5 separate regions of the Mus musculus genome follow, and all the other regions are linked to region 2. The links are chromatin contacts, called in public HiChIP or PLAC-seq and promoter capture Hi-C maps. All regions are on one chromosome and are shown on one strand. Each heading gives the region's core, a stretch centred on a gene start, on an enhancer-like site or on the middle of the called end of the contact. The rest is flanking DNA. Distances are from core to core; before and after follow the strand shown. Region 1 holds the start of Ppm1g (protein phosphatase 1G (formerly 2C), magnesium-dependent, gamma isoform). Region 2 holds the start of Prr14l (proline rich 14-like). Region 3 holds the start of Agbl5 (ATP/GTP binding protein-like 5). Region 4 holds the start of AI839979 (expressed sequence AI839979). Region 5 holds the start of Haus3 (HAUS augmin-like complex, subunit 3).

Region 1 (2,700 bases), core at 161-2,660, 1.6 Mb before region 2:
CTGCTGGATCTAGATAATGCTAGAGCCATAATCAAAAGCTGGTGAAAATAGCTTTTGAGTCTGAGAACAAACCATTTAGGTTCACACTGTCATTCCAGAGCTAACCACAGGGAGGAGCGAGGGAATTTGAGAGAAAAAAAAAAAAAAAAAAAAAAAAAAAACACCAAGGGAAACTATTTGGCTGTTACCTGTAGCCCACCTACTAACTGGATAAACCCTCGATTCCAGACATAATTAGAACTTTTCACTAGTCCCTTAGACTTCACACAAAATTGCTCAAAGACACCTATTCCCTGTTCATTGTAGTTTCACATCCATTTGCTCAACACTGTCAATCCAAATGATTGCTTTCCCTTTCATCCAAAGTGGACTTTTCTTTTCTTTTTAAAAGTTATTCGTAGATGGTGACAAAAAAGGATTGATGACAAGACTGAAAATCGAGTATACTAAATTATATGCAGAGGAAAATGACAACTCAGTAAGTTTTAAAGAAATCGAGTAAGAAAAAAAATTACAAGCATATTTCAAAAAATAAAAAATAAAAGCAAGCCTAGTGACAGACACGATTCCTTTCCTAAAGATCATAAAAGATTTCGAAAAGAATACGAACGAGTGACAATTCTCGAAGGTCAAGCGGGGCTTCTGAAATTAACATGAGGTGTCTAAGGCTAAAAGCAACTGAGGGTTAAGAATGGAAAGCACATTATTACCCGGGCTCCTTTTCGCCATCAAGTTTGTAGCCCCAAGAGGCCTGCCACATTACATATTTCAAGAATAAAAACGAACCAGTCATTCACATCTATTCGACCAATAAGCGAACAAATAACGAGTCTTCCCTCTTCCCTCTGACAACCCCATGCCGCTGGAAAAGCTGGAGGGCTGGGCTGGCACCAGAGGATGGCGCGAAGGTACGGAGAGACGGCGGCCAGTAGGCGGAAGGTGCCTCTTCTCACATGGCAGGGCTCCCGCAGCCACTAGCCATCAGGCCGCGGTCCCCAAGCTCTAGCCGCTCCCTCTCCGCCCGGATCCCGCGCTCGCCGCCGCCTCCCGCACCGTGGCTGCAGGCTCTCGTCAGGGACCCCTGCTTGAGGAGAACCCCATCCCCCTCGCTCCCTTTCTCTGTCAGGTTCCTGCCATGCAGTGGCCAGCCGCTGGGGCCCTGTCTCACCTCCATGGAGACGCGCCAGCCTTGCATGGCGGAGAAGCCGTAGGGCAGCGGGAGCCGCGGGGCGCCAACCCCGTCCCCGGAGCACTTCACCGTGTTGGGCTGAGAGAGGTAGGCACCCATGGCGGCGGATGGCTGGCTACCTGAGGAACAGGTAAGCGGGACGCGACCCTTGCCGGCGCCGGAGCCGGGGCCCCTGGGGGCGCGCGTGGCAAGGAGCGGGCCCGGCTGCGCAGTCGACGCAAGGTGCCGGCGAAAGGCGCGAGGCCGGCTAGGAGGCGGTAACGGGACAGGAGCGGGGAGAGGGCGGAAGCGGAAACCGCGCTGCTCCAGGCCCCGCCCTACTGGCGCGGTGAGCCGCTGCGGGCGGTCATTTCCTTAGCAACTCGCCCCGCCCTCGGGGACAACGGCCCGCCCAACCGCCGCTCCCGCGAGACTGGTTGCCACGCCCACCAACGGCTGGGGCTGGAGGGAGCCATGGCGATGTGCGGCCATCTCCACGCTGACCGTGCTTTAGCACGGGGCTCTGGTCTCAGCAGTTTTTGCCTGAAGTCTCTATTGTGTGGGACCTGGGGCTTCCAGTTGCGTTCTGCGGTTTTGTCAGCCCTGTCCCTCCCTCTCTCCCTCCACGCCCTCAGATTCCGACAAACCCCGCCGGATTCGGTTCAATTAAAGTTGACTAGCGTTTGTACTGCGCTTCCGCGGTCTTTGGCCAGGCTCTGTGAGGCCTGTACTGACAAAGGAAAACGGAGACCTAGGTCTGTGGAAAAATTCGAATTAATACAGGGTAGAAACTGTTTGGTGCAGTGCTGGGTGAGGCGAGAGCAAAGAGGCGGGAACGAGCTGCTTATCGCCAATGTAGATTTAAGACCCTCGGAGAAGGTGCCTGAGGGTGGCGTTTAGCCACGGGAGAAGGGAATACGGATACAAGGCTGGAGGACTGAGGAAAGTGTAAACTACATTGGGCTGGCTTATTGAGGAAGCTGGCTGGCCTCTTTGTGGAGAGCGATTCTAAGTAGGAACAGATCTAGCGATGGATGGATGGCCTAGCATCAAGATGGGTAATGTGGTCGTCATTGTGGTGGTGCCTGTTTTGCGTTTGTTAGTCTAATTCTGTGTGCACTGGACACCAGAGGAAGAGTCTGGCGGGTACTGTAACTGGTTAGAATGCTCTTAATCTGAACGTGATGAACTAAGGACTGGGGTGCTGGCCACGGGTAGTTAGGGTTGGAGGGACAATCCAGCAGGTTCTTTTCATTATATGGATTATATATAACGGAAAGGAGTAATTTCCTGAAAGTAAAAGAAAATCAACTCATTGGAAAGAACTGGGGACTAGAGAGCTGGCTCAGAGGTTAAGAACACTGGTAGCTCTTCCACATTAGCGGGGTTCAATTCCAGCACCAACATGGCTGTCTATAACTCTGGTTCCAAGGAACCAGACGCCCTCTTCTGGCACTAGGCGTCCAAGTGGTGCACAGACATAATACATGCAGGCAAAACACACATGCATAAATTTTAAATAAATAACAAAA
Region 2 (2,700 bases), core at 133-2,632:
GAGGCAGGCGGATTTCTGAGTTCCAGGCCAGCCTGGTCTACAAAGTGAGTTCCAGGACAGCCAGGGCTACAGAGAAACCCTGTCTCAAAAAAAAAAAAAAAAAAAAAGATTATTGGGGGGACTAGAGGCTAGCCTTGACTACCTACCTAGTTTGAGCCCGAGCTATAAAAAAAAAATCCCTCAAATCAAAATAATAAACAGGTAAAGTGCTAACATGTTTCCAAAACTTACTATTTCTTTCCCTGATTTTCACCAAGGCTCTCTGTTAACTTAGGGAGTAGAGTACAGCAAGATCCAAAGTGAGAGGAAGAATACTGTATCTTAGGAGCAGGGAAAGCCTTTCTGGTGGAAAGAGGGTTGCAATTTGTGATGGAGGATACATTCATGCCAATAACAGTTTCTCTGAGGACATGACTTTTCTTTCTTAATATATCAATACTAACAACTGACCAAACGTTCACTGTGCACCAAGCATTTTCCACAAAAGTTCCCTTGAGCCCTCATGACAATTCAGAGAAAAAAAAGTACCCAGGTTAAGGATGGGCTGCAACTGACAGGGGATGAGGCAAGGTCATGAGGATGTTAAGTGGGAGATACAAACTTGCAAATATCACACTCCAAAAGAGGAGCAGCAGCTCAATCAATACTAAGAGACTTAATAAAAACACAAAAACCAAAGCTCCCTTGGTGGACATGACTGGGGGAAGGGGAGAAAAGCTGACTTACGATATCATAAATTCAGGGCCTCCCTCTATCTTGGGGTGAAAGTGAAAAATAAAGGATCGAGAGATCTGTTTCTTGCAGATAGGATACCTCTGTCACTTTTGGGAAAGTTGAGAACCTCCTTCACTTGGAAGACGCTGACCAAAGTGGGGGTCGCTCTTTTGAATAAAGAATTCCCCTTGGCACCATAAACGGGTCTCCCTTCGCTGACAAATCGACCAGAGCCGAGGAAAGGCGTATACCAACAAGGGGCGTCGTCCTCTCCAAGGAGAGAGAAGTTGGGGGTCCCCTGCAGATGAAGGTTGAATGGGAGCCTCCTTCCCCTGGAACCAGGACTCCGAGAAGCTGTTTTCTCCCAGGGACGTAGAGCCTGATCTCCTGGATGTCTGTGGGTGTTTGTCACTAACAGCACTGCTTCGGTGCCCTTCGGCTCCCTGAAAGGCTGGGGGCCCGGACCCCCTTTAGTCAGCACCGTCCGGCGGAGGACCCCCAGGCGGTCGTGGGACTGCCCAGGCCTCTTACCCTGTGGCCTCCTCCACGGCTCGTGCTCATCCCTCCACTTTGGCGTCGGCTGCCTCCGTCCCTGCTGTCCCCGCCGCCGCCAACTCTACCAGATCTTCGGGAGCCGAGGCCCGAGGGCGCTCCAGCTTCCACCGCTTCCACAGTGCCCTCCCCCCCCACCTACCGCACTTCCTCATCCGGGGCCAAAGCCAGCCATGCGGACGGGTCTCGATCCCGCCCCCGCACGGCGCGCGCGCAATCCGGAGGGCGGCTCTTCCCGGCTGGTACCTCCACCCTCCGCTAGCTCCAGACACGCTCAGCCCCGCCCCCACCGCGTTGACTCTTAAAGAGAAACACATCGTTCTACCCAGTTCCTGTCTCAGACTGTTACCAGTGCTATGGTCCATATCTCTGAGGTGGACAGATGCCACTCTAGGGCCCTGTCTGCTTCCATCCTGGCAGATTGTGGGACCTTCTAATAACTATAATCAAAGGTTTAGGTCACACCATCCTCCTATTGCTTCTAATCACACTGAAATTCAAAAGATAACCCAGGAAAGTATTTGATTACACTTTGATTTTGTTTCATTGCCTCTCTAGCATTGAAGGTACCTCATTTTATCTGTGTTGCCTGTTTCTTTCCATCCTTGTCTGTTTTCTTTAGGACTCTATATTCATAGCACCTAAAGAAGTGTCTGGAAGAAATTACAATGGACCTGGCATTCCTTTAATCCCAGCACTTGGGAGGCAAAGGCAGGCGGATTTTTGAGTTCAAGGCCAGCCTGGTCTACAAAGAAAATTGAAATTACCTTTTCTTTGATTAGGATCTGCAGAGGAAACCAAGGCTTGGCTGCACGCTCCTTTAACCCCAAAAAGGCAGAAGACAGCCTGGTTTACATAGGATTTGATTTGAGTCAGGATCTTACTTTTTAGCTCAGGCAAGTCTGAAACTTGCTATGTGTGCCAGTCTAGCCTCAACTCTTGACCTTCCTGCCTTGACCTTTTGGATAAAGGGAAAATAGGCATGTGCGACCATGCTTGGCTTATTCGTTTTCTTAAGTCACATGAAAGTATTATTCATCTTACTAAATTTTTATTTTTATCCTTTTATCTCCTCTCTCTCTCTCTCTCTCTCTCTCTCTCTCTCTCGATAGGAAATATTGCAATAGGGTTCTCCCTATGTAGTCCAGGCTGACTTGGAACTCACTATTTAGATGTGGCTCGCCATCTTTTTTCTTTTTTTTTTCTTTTTTTTTTTTAAGTAGCCTCTTAAAATCTATCAACTTTTTGTTTGGTTATTTTTAGTTTTGAAGATAGTTTCTCTTTGTAGCCCTGGCTGTACTGAAACTTGCTCTGTAGATGAGGCTGGTCTCACACTCAAGAGATCTGCCTGCCTCTGCCTCCCAAGTGCTGGGATTAGAAATATGTGCCCTAGGGCTGGTGAGATGGCTCAGTGGGTAAGAGCACCCGACTGCT
Region 3 (2,700 bases), core at 105-2,604, 2.0 Mb before region 2:
CATAAAAGCGAGGTTATAAGCGACTAGGGCAGGACCTGGGACTGCACCCAGCCAGTGGGCTCGGAGAGTAGGAGTCCGGGCCGCCGCTGCATCCCAGCGTCCAGGGCATAGGGGTCCCTCGCTCCCGTGGCTCGGTCTTCCCTTCTGGCCTGGGTCTCGGTGAATGGACCCCGACACTTCAGCTGACGGAGCGAATGTCTTTCGCATCATCAGAACAACATGCTTTATATACTTTCATCACGCCGAAAACCAAAGGAAACCTGGAGCAGAAGCAGCATTCGTAGTCCCAAACACCGAAACTAATGTCTGCTTAGCGAGAGGAAGGCCGCCCCAGCTTTAGCCTCAATCCGGCTCACGGCGAGCTCCTGCCGCAGGGTGCGAGCCTGCAAGCCCGCCTTTCTTCTGGCCCGGGATCCTTTAGTTTACGCAGAAACACATTAGGGAAAAAAAAAAAATCTTGGTAAGCATTAGAGGGAAAACTGCAGCAGCCCGACGCAGCGGGGCCTTCGATAGCTCAGTTGGTAGAGCGGAGGACTGTAGTCAGTACAATATGGTAATCCTTAGGTCGCTGGTTCGATTCCGGCTCGAAGGACTTCGTGCACTACTTTTAGTTTACCTACACCCTAGGTCAATTGCTCCGTGGGGGAAACGCTTACTTGAGGATAGGCAGTGTATTTTCCTGGCTACGTTGAAAACCCCTTGAGTACATATAGCAGTTAAGTAGTCGAAGTACAACGTACCTTGTTCGCATATTAGGTGTTAAAGCTATAGTGACATGTACTTCAAGAAAAGTCCTTATTGCTTATGTATGTATTACATGGCTCTGTTTCAAAATCTTGCTGAGGGCTCCATCCTACTTTATATTGTGAACTACATTAGAAAACTGAGTCTCAGGAAACCTTGTAAAGGTTACAGGAAGGTACAGCACTACAGCTGGGGGATTAGCTCAAATGGTAGAGCGCTCGCTTAGCATGCGAGAGGTAGCGGGATCGATGCCCGCATCCTCCACTTCCTTTTACACACCATCAGGCTCATGATCTGTTGTGTCCACGTTTCGTTACACAGTAGAGCTAGGAGCACGGTAAACAAAGATCGGCTTCACATGCTATTTTCTTATTCACAGGTAAGTCTTTTCCTGTTTCCTGCTCACTGCTCTGTCTTTCCCGCCTCGGGGAGGCGGGCCGTTAACCGCCTACAGAGAAGACGCCTAGTGAGCCGCACACGGCGGTGGCCCGCGGAAGCCCCCAAACGGCCCCCTCACAGGTACCTGCCAACGTGCACGGAACCCTGCGTGGCGACCAATGGCAGTGCGCTTTACTGGGCGGGTAGCCAGCTGCAGCTGCGGCCAATAGGCAAGAGACTTCTTGTTTCCTGGCAGAGTGGGGTCCCGGCACCGCGGCTCTCTGGTTTTGTGTGGGTCCCGGGTGGAGGGCCCGGGTGCCGGGGCCCGAGGTGCCGCCTCGCTAGCGGGAGAGGGAGCGGGAGCAGCGGCCCGGAGAGAGGTGAGGGGCTTCGCGTGGACTGCGGCCCCGCCGGCAGGCCCCGCCCCCTTCTCAGCCCGCTCTGCCGGAGCCCCCGTCGAATGCCACCCCGCCCCCCGGCCTGCCGCGGCCGGCCCGCCGACCCCGCCTTTGGTTGACTCCCTCTGCTCCTGTGGCCTCACCTCTGACCCCTAGGACCCGCCTTCCTGTCCGCCAGTGTACCTGTCTCGACCCCTCCCACGCTTCCAAACCCCACCCTGCCCTGGACAAGCCAGGCAGCGCGAGGGTCCTCGCGAATCGAGGAGCTGCCTGCTGCTTCCAAGCGGGACTCTACTGGCCCAGCCTTCCTAGGGGTGCTTAGGACGCCCGTTACCCACACCTTCGAGGGTAGCTTTTGCACGGGCTCGTGTCTACAGGGCGGGAGGATGGAAACAGACCCTAATTGGAACTGAGGTTCAGGGCAGGTGAGCAAGTGGCTTTGGCCGGGCATAGGCTACGTTTTCATAATAGGCGTAGTAGAGGAAGGGGGTGGTAGCAACGCTCTTCAAGGTCTCCGAGAAACGAGTATAATTACAGTCGGTGCTTGTGAAGACAAAAGAGGTAAAGAAAGGAAGCTACCATTTACACTTAGAAACTTGGTTCTTCTTGCTCCGGGCTGTCCAGTACAAAGCCAATATAGGAAATTTTAATATGGCCTCTCCCTCATAGAGTCAGTGGCAACCACCCGACCTCGAGTCTCTGCCTCTTAGGTTGTTAAAAAGCTTGAGAATCTAGCGTTTTCCAACTCAACTAAGGAAGCTAGTGAGCATTCGATTGGGGAACGGTGGTGATGTAGTAAAATAGGGTGTTTTTAGGTCGCTCATACTCCTTGGGTGTCCAGGGACAGAGTTGTGCTTTCTCTTGATCTTACTGAAAGGCTACTTCCAGGTTTTCTATGAATAAGAGCGTTTTGCTTCATAGAGTAGAAAAGACATTTCTCATTTATCCAGACATACCAAACACATTGTTTCATTTTCTGCCCTTCCTCCCTATCCCAACTTTGATTTTTTTTCCCCCCAGCTCTCAGGGCCTGTGTGGGGCAAGAGGATGCTTTCCCAGCCCCACCATGGAGCTGCGCTGTGGGGGATTGCTGTTCAGTTCTCGCTTTGATTCAGGGAACCTAGCCCATGTGGAAAAGGTGGAGACTGTGTCTAGTGATGGGGAAGGCGTAGGAGGGGTG
Region 4 (2,774 bases), core at 238-2,737, 1.3 Mb before region 2:
TCAAGTCTTTGCAGGGCTAGGCACATCCTTTCCCACTGAGGCCAGACAAGGCAGCCTAGTTAAGGGAACAGGACCCACAGGCAGGCAACAGATTCAGGGACAGCCCTTGCTCCAGTTGTTGGGAGATCCACATGAAGACCAAGCTACATATCTGTTCCATATGTGCAAGGAGGCCTAGGTCCAGCCTGTGTATGCTCTTTGGTTGATGGTTCAGTTTCTGGGAGCCCCTAGTGGTCCAGGTTAGTTGACTTTGTTGGTCTTCTTGTAGAGTTCCTATTTCCTTCAGGGCCTGCAATCCTTCCCACAACTCTTCCACAAGAGTCCCCAAGCTCCATTTAATGTTTGACTGTGGGACTCAGCATCTGTTTCAGTCAGCTGCTGGGTAGCTGTCAGAGGAGTTATGCTAGGCTCCTGTCTACAAGCACAACAGGCTCCATATCCTCACTGCTAGGAGTCTCAGCTAAAGTCACCCCCATGGACTGGGATGGGTGAGACTCCCGGGAGCTTTACCATTTTGTCTGCTGTGAGAGAGAAGTCAGGAAAAACAAAAACAGAGCCTACTTAATTGAGTTCGGAACTTAAATCTGCCAGAACCCAATGCAGTGGGTGCCCTCACTGCCAGATGGCCAGCAGGTCCTTGGGAGTAAACCAGAAGACAGTTTTAAGAGGCTGTTGTTTCCCTAAGGACATAGCTTATAATCTGCCTGTGCTTGAAGTACTTGCACATACAGAGACTTCTTCTTTTTAAGCACATATTGATTAAATATAATGAGGCATACTGAGGTTGAGAGGAGAGATCAGGGAGGGAGGCGTCCATGCATACCCAGGGCTTTGAACAAGGGCTCCCCGACTCAAGGAAGTGCACAAACCCAAAATTACCAGGAACCTACCTGTGAGTTTGTTGTGGACAGTTTCTGGGATTCTGTGTAGCCTTTATCAGCATCTCTAAAGGGTCATTGTCCAAATATAGTTAAACAGACTTCGGACACGGAAGCGTTGGACTCCCATTCCTAGGCACAATGGCACAGTTTATAGCAGGTCCCTGTCAACCTCACTCCATCACCCCCTCAAATCCTTGCCTAGAAATCTATTCCAGCTAGCCTCCTTTTGCCCTACCAGGGGGAGGGGAAATCCGAAAGCTTATTTTTAGGCAGGCCCTGCCAAGACTCCCCGCAGTGGCTGGACTGCTGCTGGGCCTGAGGGGTGCCCGCGCCCCAGGAGGACAAGCAGTGTGCGGGAGGGGCCTGCGGGCACGAGCGGATGTCACAGCTTACCTCAGAGCCTGAATTAGAAGCCTGAAAAAAAAAATCACAGCAGGAAATAATGTGGTGCCCAAAATAGAAACATCAACCGGGAGAGAGGCCGGGAGTAGGTGGCGTTTGAGGCTCCTGCAGCGTCCTCCCCAGAGGCCTCCTGACAACCGGCAAGCGGGTTGGCATGAGATTGCAACCCAGCCCAAGAGGCCACAAAGGCACCGGCTGGATGTTTCAGCAAGGGAGAAGGAATGGGCAGTAAAGTGGAGAATCAGGACCGCCTCCTCTTCCCTCCCTCTCGACTTTCTCCTTCCTTCTCCAAAGTCTTACCGCCACCGCTGACCCCTTCCTCTTTTTCGGCATCATCCCTCAACCTTCTCCCCACACAATGACTTCTGCTTTTTTCCTCACTCTCTAGTGCCCCTTCTTCTCTGATACTGCCCCCACCCCGCTTCCTCCTTTCCCTCCCCACACCAAGCCCTTCATTTCTCCTGGGTGGTCTCTGCCCCAACCCGCCGCCCCCCAGCCTCCCGGTGCTTTTGGGTGCCTTCCTAGGTAACTAGTGGGAGCTCAGTCTAGCAGCAGCTAACTGAAGGTCAGCCTCCTGTGCCTGACTGCAGCCTGGCTGCACTGATCTCCCCTTCACCCCACACTCAGCACCCTCCACGCCTCTTTAGAGAAAAGGAGGCCCTGGAGTCTAAGGAAGATGGCAGGGTCAGGACTCCTTCCTCTGGGGCCTCTGGAGGGCTTGAGAGGAAGCAGAAACTTTGCAGGCAATCTTGGACTGTCTCTCCCTTCACAGCTGAGTTCCTGGTAGATTGCATGGTTTGCCAAATTTCCGTGTTTCTCATGCTGGCATGTGCCATTGGGCAAGGTATAAAGTCGGTGAGAACCAGACTTAAGGTCTCTCTGATGCTCCCCTTAACCTTCACCAACCCCGAGTGGGGAAACATCTGTGATCTCCTTTACAGTGGGAACTCAGATGCAGCAGGTGAGCTGGAGGATGGGGGACACTGGAGGATGGGGGACACTGGAGGATGGGGACACTGGAGGATGGGGGACACTGAGGATGTCTTTAATCTTAGCACTAGGTAGAGGCAGATGATCTCTAGGAGTTAAGAGTCCATCCTGGTCTACATGGTGAGTTCCAGGCTAGCCAAGGCTACATAGTGAGACCCTGTCTTTAAAAACAAAGGAAAGAAAAGTCGGAGTAGTAGGCATGCTGCATGTTTGTAAGAGTAGAAGGGCTGGGATCGAGGCACAGGGAGTGCAGCCCCTCTACTGACCTTGAACTTGGACCAAGTTCATTGACTTGGTATTTCCATACCCGGTTTTCTTCGTAACAAGATTTGTTTTTTATTATTTCTTTTCTGAATGTAAGCATGAGACATTCCATTACATATGTTGGGTAATTTCAATTATTAAAAATTCCCTAGGTGGGGCTGGAGAGATGGCTCAGCAGTTAAGAGCACTAACTGTTCTTCCAGAGATCCTGAGTTCAATTCCCAGCAACCACATATG
Region 5 (2,738 bases), core at 51-2,550, 1.3 Mb after region 2:
GATCGCTGAAGGCTTCCAATTCTTTTTCAGACAATACATTCTGTTCATTCACATTCCCACAAAACCATTTCAAGAATGACTCATCTTCAACATCCTCAAAGAGCCAGTCAAAATCTTCTCCATTAAGAATATCAGCTTTGGGATAACCAATTTTTTTCAATGTTTCCACAAACTCATTTCCACAACTCATGGTTTAACTACTCCTGTTTTTAAATATTTGATATGAATCTATTTTTTTAAACTAAGTTCAAACAGAAAAAAACATATTTACGCTAAGTCCATAGAAGAAGGAAAAAAAATACAATCTATAATGTGTTTTCCTAGTGGGGGAAAGAACACAAGTATTAGACCATGAACAAGGCAAATGAATTTTAAATATACAGATCATTTTATCAGATGACATCAGGAGACTACTTAAGTTAAAAGCAGATGCACGTGCAATATCTGACAAAGACAAAGCAAAACAGAAGCAATCAGGGTGTTGCTTAGGACACTACAACAGTAATGAAGAATCTAATTAATGAAGATATAACAATAAAAAAAAACTGATTTTTTTTCCCAATGATGAAATTACTTAAAATAAATTACATTTTGTAAAATAGCTGTTTCCCCTGTAGTTTCTAGTTAGGAAAAAGAAATATGCCTACCTTTCTAAGGAAGAATCAACTAAATATTTACTTCAATCAGCGTTCCATCAGTCTCAAAGGACTCAATCTATAGATATAACCAGTCTAACGCAGAGAAAACCAGGACAAATTGACAAGTTTCAAAGTACCCATCAATCATCAAGTAAGAAGTTTTATTTCGAATAGAACACAATGAACCACGACTTGAACCAAACTTAGGTCAGTGACAATGGCAGGTCTTAAAATCACGATGTATTTGACACTCTGGTAGCAAACTCTCTGGGTTGGTTTTGGTTTGTTTCTGAGTATCCAGTTATGACACTTAAGAGCTCTAATAAAACACGCCCACAAAAGTACCAAATTGCTGTTTTTAAAAGCTGGGTAACAGATAAGTGTGTATTTCCGGTTTAACGTTTGCCTCGTATGATTGAGGCCTTGGGTTTTATCCGCAGTATCCGAAAAATAAAGCTACCAACCCCAGCCGGATGACCGGCCACGTACCTCCGCCCCCACCTCTGGCACAAAGCCTCAGCCTCCCCGCACACCCCGCGCCTGGGCCCAGCGACCTCTATCGATGCCTCAAGCAGGCTGTAGGAGGGTAGCGGCGGCCCCGCCAACCCCGAACTTACAAGACCCTTACCTCAGGAAAGCCGCAGTCACTGCTCTCTGCCAGCCTCCAACCGCGCGCGCCGCAGTGCCTCACGGGAGTGCCAGGACGCGCACGCGCAGATTACAACATCCGTAAAGTCAGCGCAGGCGGCGAGGTATCCCGGAGAAAGCGAAGGAGGACCCGCAGACCAACCCCCTTCAACGAGCCGGGGTAAAGTGATTGGCTTTCCTGACGGACGCACCGCCCCTTAGCCCCGCCTCTGGCCCGCCGTCCTTCCCGCTAGGCTCAAGAGGATTGGTTTTCTCACTATAGGCTCTGCCCTCGCTCCGCCCCACCCCGCCCCCGCTCGGGAGTTGGAGTCTGGGTCTCTTCCGGCTGCTTTGTTGCCTTGGCCATTTGGCCCTCTAGTTCAGTTAGGCCTCCTGTCCTAAGAATGGCTTGCGGTCTGTGACACCACTAGGGGACCGGAAGTTTGAGGCCGAACAGACCCCTTCTTCCCCCAACAGCTCTTACCACCACCACTGGTAGGGTGATCCAGCGTTGGTGCTAATAACAAGCAGCTGGGACCCTATCAGGTCTCTTGCAGGGTAGGATTGTTGGCTATAGAATCTTTTACAATGGTTATTTAACAAAAATCACTTAACTCCCAAGGCCTCGATGACTTCCAAGCAAAAGCTGACTCCCTCCAAGATCCCATCTTCAAAATGTCAAGGTGTAAAATACATCAGTTTTAGAATGCATTTAACTCAGAAGTACAGACATTCTGAGGATGCCCGCCGTCATTCAATGAAAGACAGAATGCTGAACTCAGATGCAAGCCTAGTTAATGTCCTATGGTCCCAGAAAACTGATCTTTGGAGTTACAGTTGGCATTGGTAACAACTTGTCTGTATGGGTCATAATCTGTTCATTTTTTTCTATCAGACAGCATTTGCAACTTAACCACTCTCTTGTAAGATGATATATAAATTCACAAGATCTGGGCTTTGATCATTAAAAAAATAGTATTCCCCTCTTCTAATCATAAATAGGGTGATGTATCAGACAAGGGTCTAGTCTAGTTGCTACTAGGTAGAATTCTTTCTGGATCTTTTTCCCTGGGCTTATTTGTTTTGTGAGACAAGGATTTGCTTCTCTACCCAGGCTGGGCTTCAACTCAAGATCCTACTTTAGCATCTCCAAGTGCTGGGGCCACAGGTATGAATCACCATGCCCAGATATTCATGTTTTCAAAGAGAGAAAAACTAATGTTCTAAGCAGATCATTTAAATTTGAGTTGAAGACATTTCCTATTAATTCTTATTTAACTTTTATCCTCCTTTTGAAGGTCAATAAAACCGGAAAGTAAATAAAAACAAACAGTACAGGGGAAAAGTTCTTAGAATGGTGCCTAATGTGGTTAGGACATCAGGGGACTGGCCCAAGAGGACCCCAGATGCCAAACTGGAGGTAGGGGCTCAGCAGGGAGCTGGCGTTGAGTGGGTTTTGGCCAGAGGAAGTGC

Evidence for each region. Promoter capture Hi-C pulls out the DNA fragments that hold promoters and counts their contacts. HiChIP or PLAC-seq counts read pairs in DNA pulled down with a chosen protein or histone mark. Capture Hi-C pulls out chosen DNA fragments and counts their contacts.
Region 1: a contact with region 2 is called in an H3K4me3 HiChIP or PLAC-seq map of embryonic forebrain, with 4 times the contacts expected there. The contact joins the promoter of Ppm1g here to the promoter of Prr14l in region 2. A contact is called at or near these places in 6 of 39 promoter capture datasets (cranial neural crest, frontonasal cranial neural crest, hippocampal neurons and 2 more) and 2 of 115 datasets of contacts at active chromatin or transcription factors (embryonic forebrain and large pre-B cells).
Region 3: a promoter capture Hi-C map of adipose tissue shows a contact between it and region 2, with 2.9 times the contacts expected there. The contact joins the promoter of Agbl5 here to the promoter of Prr14l in region 2. A contact is called at or near these places in 2 of 39 promoter capture datasets (embryonic stem cells and erythroid cells), 2 of 484 Hi-C or Micro-C datasets (B cells and CD4 T cells), 1 of 115 datasets of contacts at active chromatin or transcription factors (pancreatic cancer cells) and 2 of 9 other capture datasets (adipose tissue and liver).
Region 4: a promoter capture Hi-C map of pre-B cells shows a contact between it and region 2, with 4 times the contacts expected there. The contact joins the promoter of AI839979 here to the promoter of Prr14l in region 2. A contact is called at or near these places in 4 of 39 promoter capture datasets (embryonic stem cells, hippocampal neurons, pre-B cells and 1 more) and 2 of 115 datasets of contacts at active chromatin or transcription factors (embryonic forebrain and embryonic stem cells).
Region 5: a contact with region 2 is called in a promoter capture Hi-C map of liver, with 3 times the contacts expected there. The contact joins the promoter of Haus3 here to the promoter of Prr14l in region 2. A contact is called at or near these places in 3 of 39 promoter capture datasets (erythroid cells, liver and pre-B cells), 1 of 484 Hi-C or Micro-C datasets (muscle stem cells) and 1 of 9 other capture datasets (liver).

What each region holds. Positions count from the first base shown.
Region 1 is chr5:31,219,135-31,221,834 of GRCm38.p6, forward strand. Ppm1g (protein phosphatase 1G (formerly 2C), magnesium-dependent, gamma isoform) reads right to left here and starts at 1,411. Exons shown (of 10, transcript NM_008014.3): 1 at 1,169-1,411. The coding sequence starts at 1,288.
Region 2 is chr5:32,852,848-32,855,547 of GRCm38.p6, forward strand. It overlaps Prr14l (proline rich 14-like), which reads right to left and starts at 1,383. Exons shown (of 11, transcript NM_194340.2): 1 at 1,246-1,383.
Region 3 is chr5:30,887,580-30,890,279 of GRCm38.p6, forward strand. Agbl5 (ATP/GTP binding protein-like 5) reads left to right here and starts at 1,355. Exons shown (of 16, transcript NM_001374737.1): 1 at 1,355-1,945; 2 at 2,541-2,700. The coding sequence starts at 2,587. Gm35795 (a long non-coding RNA gene) reads right to left here and starts at 1,376. Exons shown (of 2, transcript XR_376844.2): 1 at 1,268-1,376; 2 at 1-415. n-TYgta9 (a tRNA gene) reads left to right here and starts at 504; the gene lies at 504-592. It overlaps n-TAagc15 (a tRNA gene), which reads left to right and starts at 936; the gene lies at 936-1,008.
Region 4 is chr5:31,569,910-31,572,683 of GRCm38.p6, forward strand. AI839979 (expressed sequence AI839979) reads right to left here and starts at 1,488. Exons shown (of 3, transcript NR_102275.1): 1 at 1,275-1,488; 2 at 891-1,010; 3 at 1-521.
Region 5 is chr5:34,168,124-34,170,861 of GRCm38.p6, forward strand. It overlaps Haus3 (HAUS augmin-like complex, subunit 3), which reads right to left and starts at 1,301. Exons shown (of 5, transcript NM_146159.1): 1 at 1,267-1,301; 2 at 1-320. The coding sequence starts at 190. It overlaps Poln (DNA polymerase N), which reads right to left and starts at 1,403. Exons shown (of 25, transcript NM_181857.4): 1 at 1,267-1,403.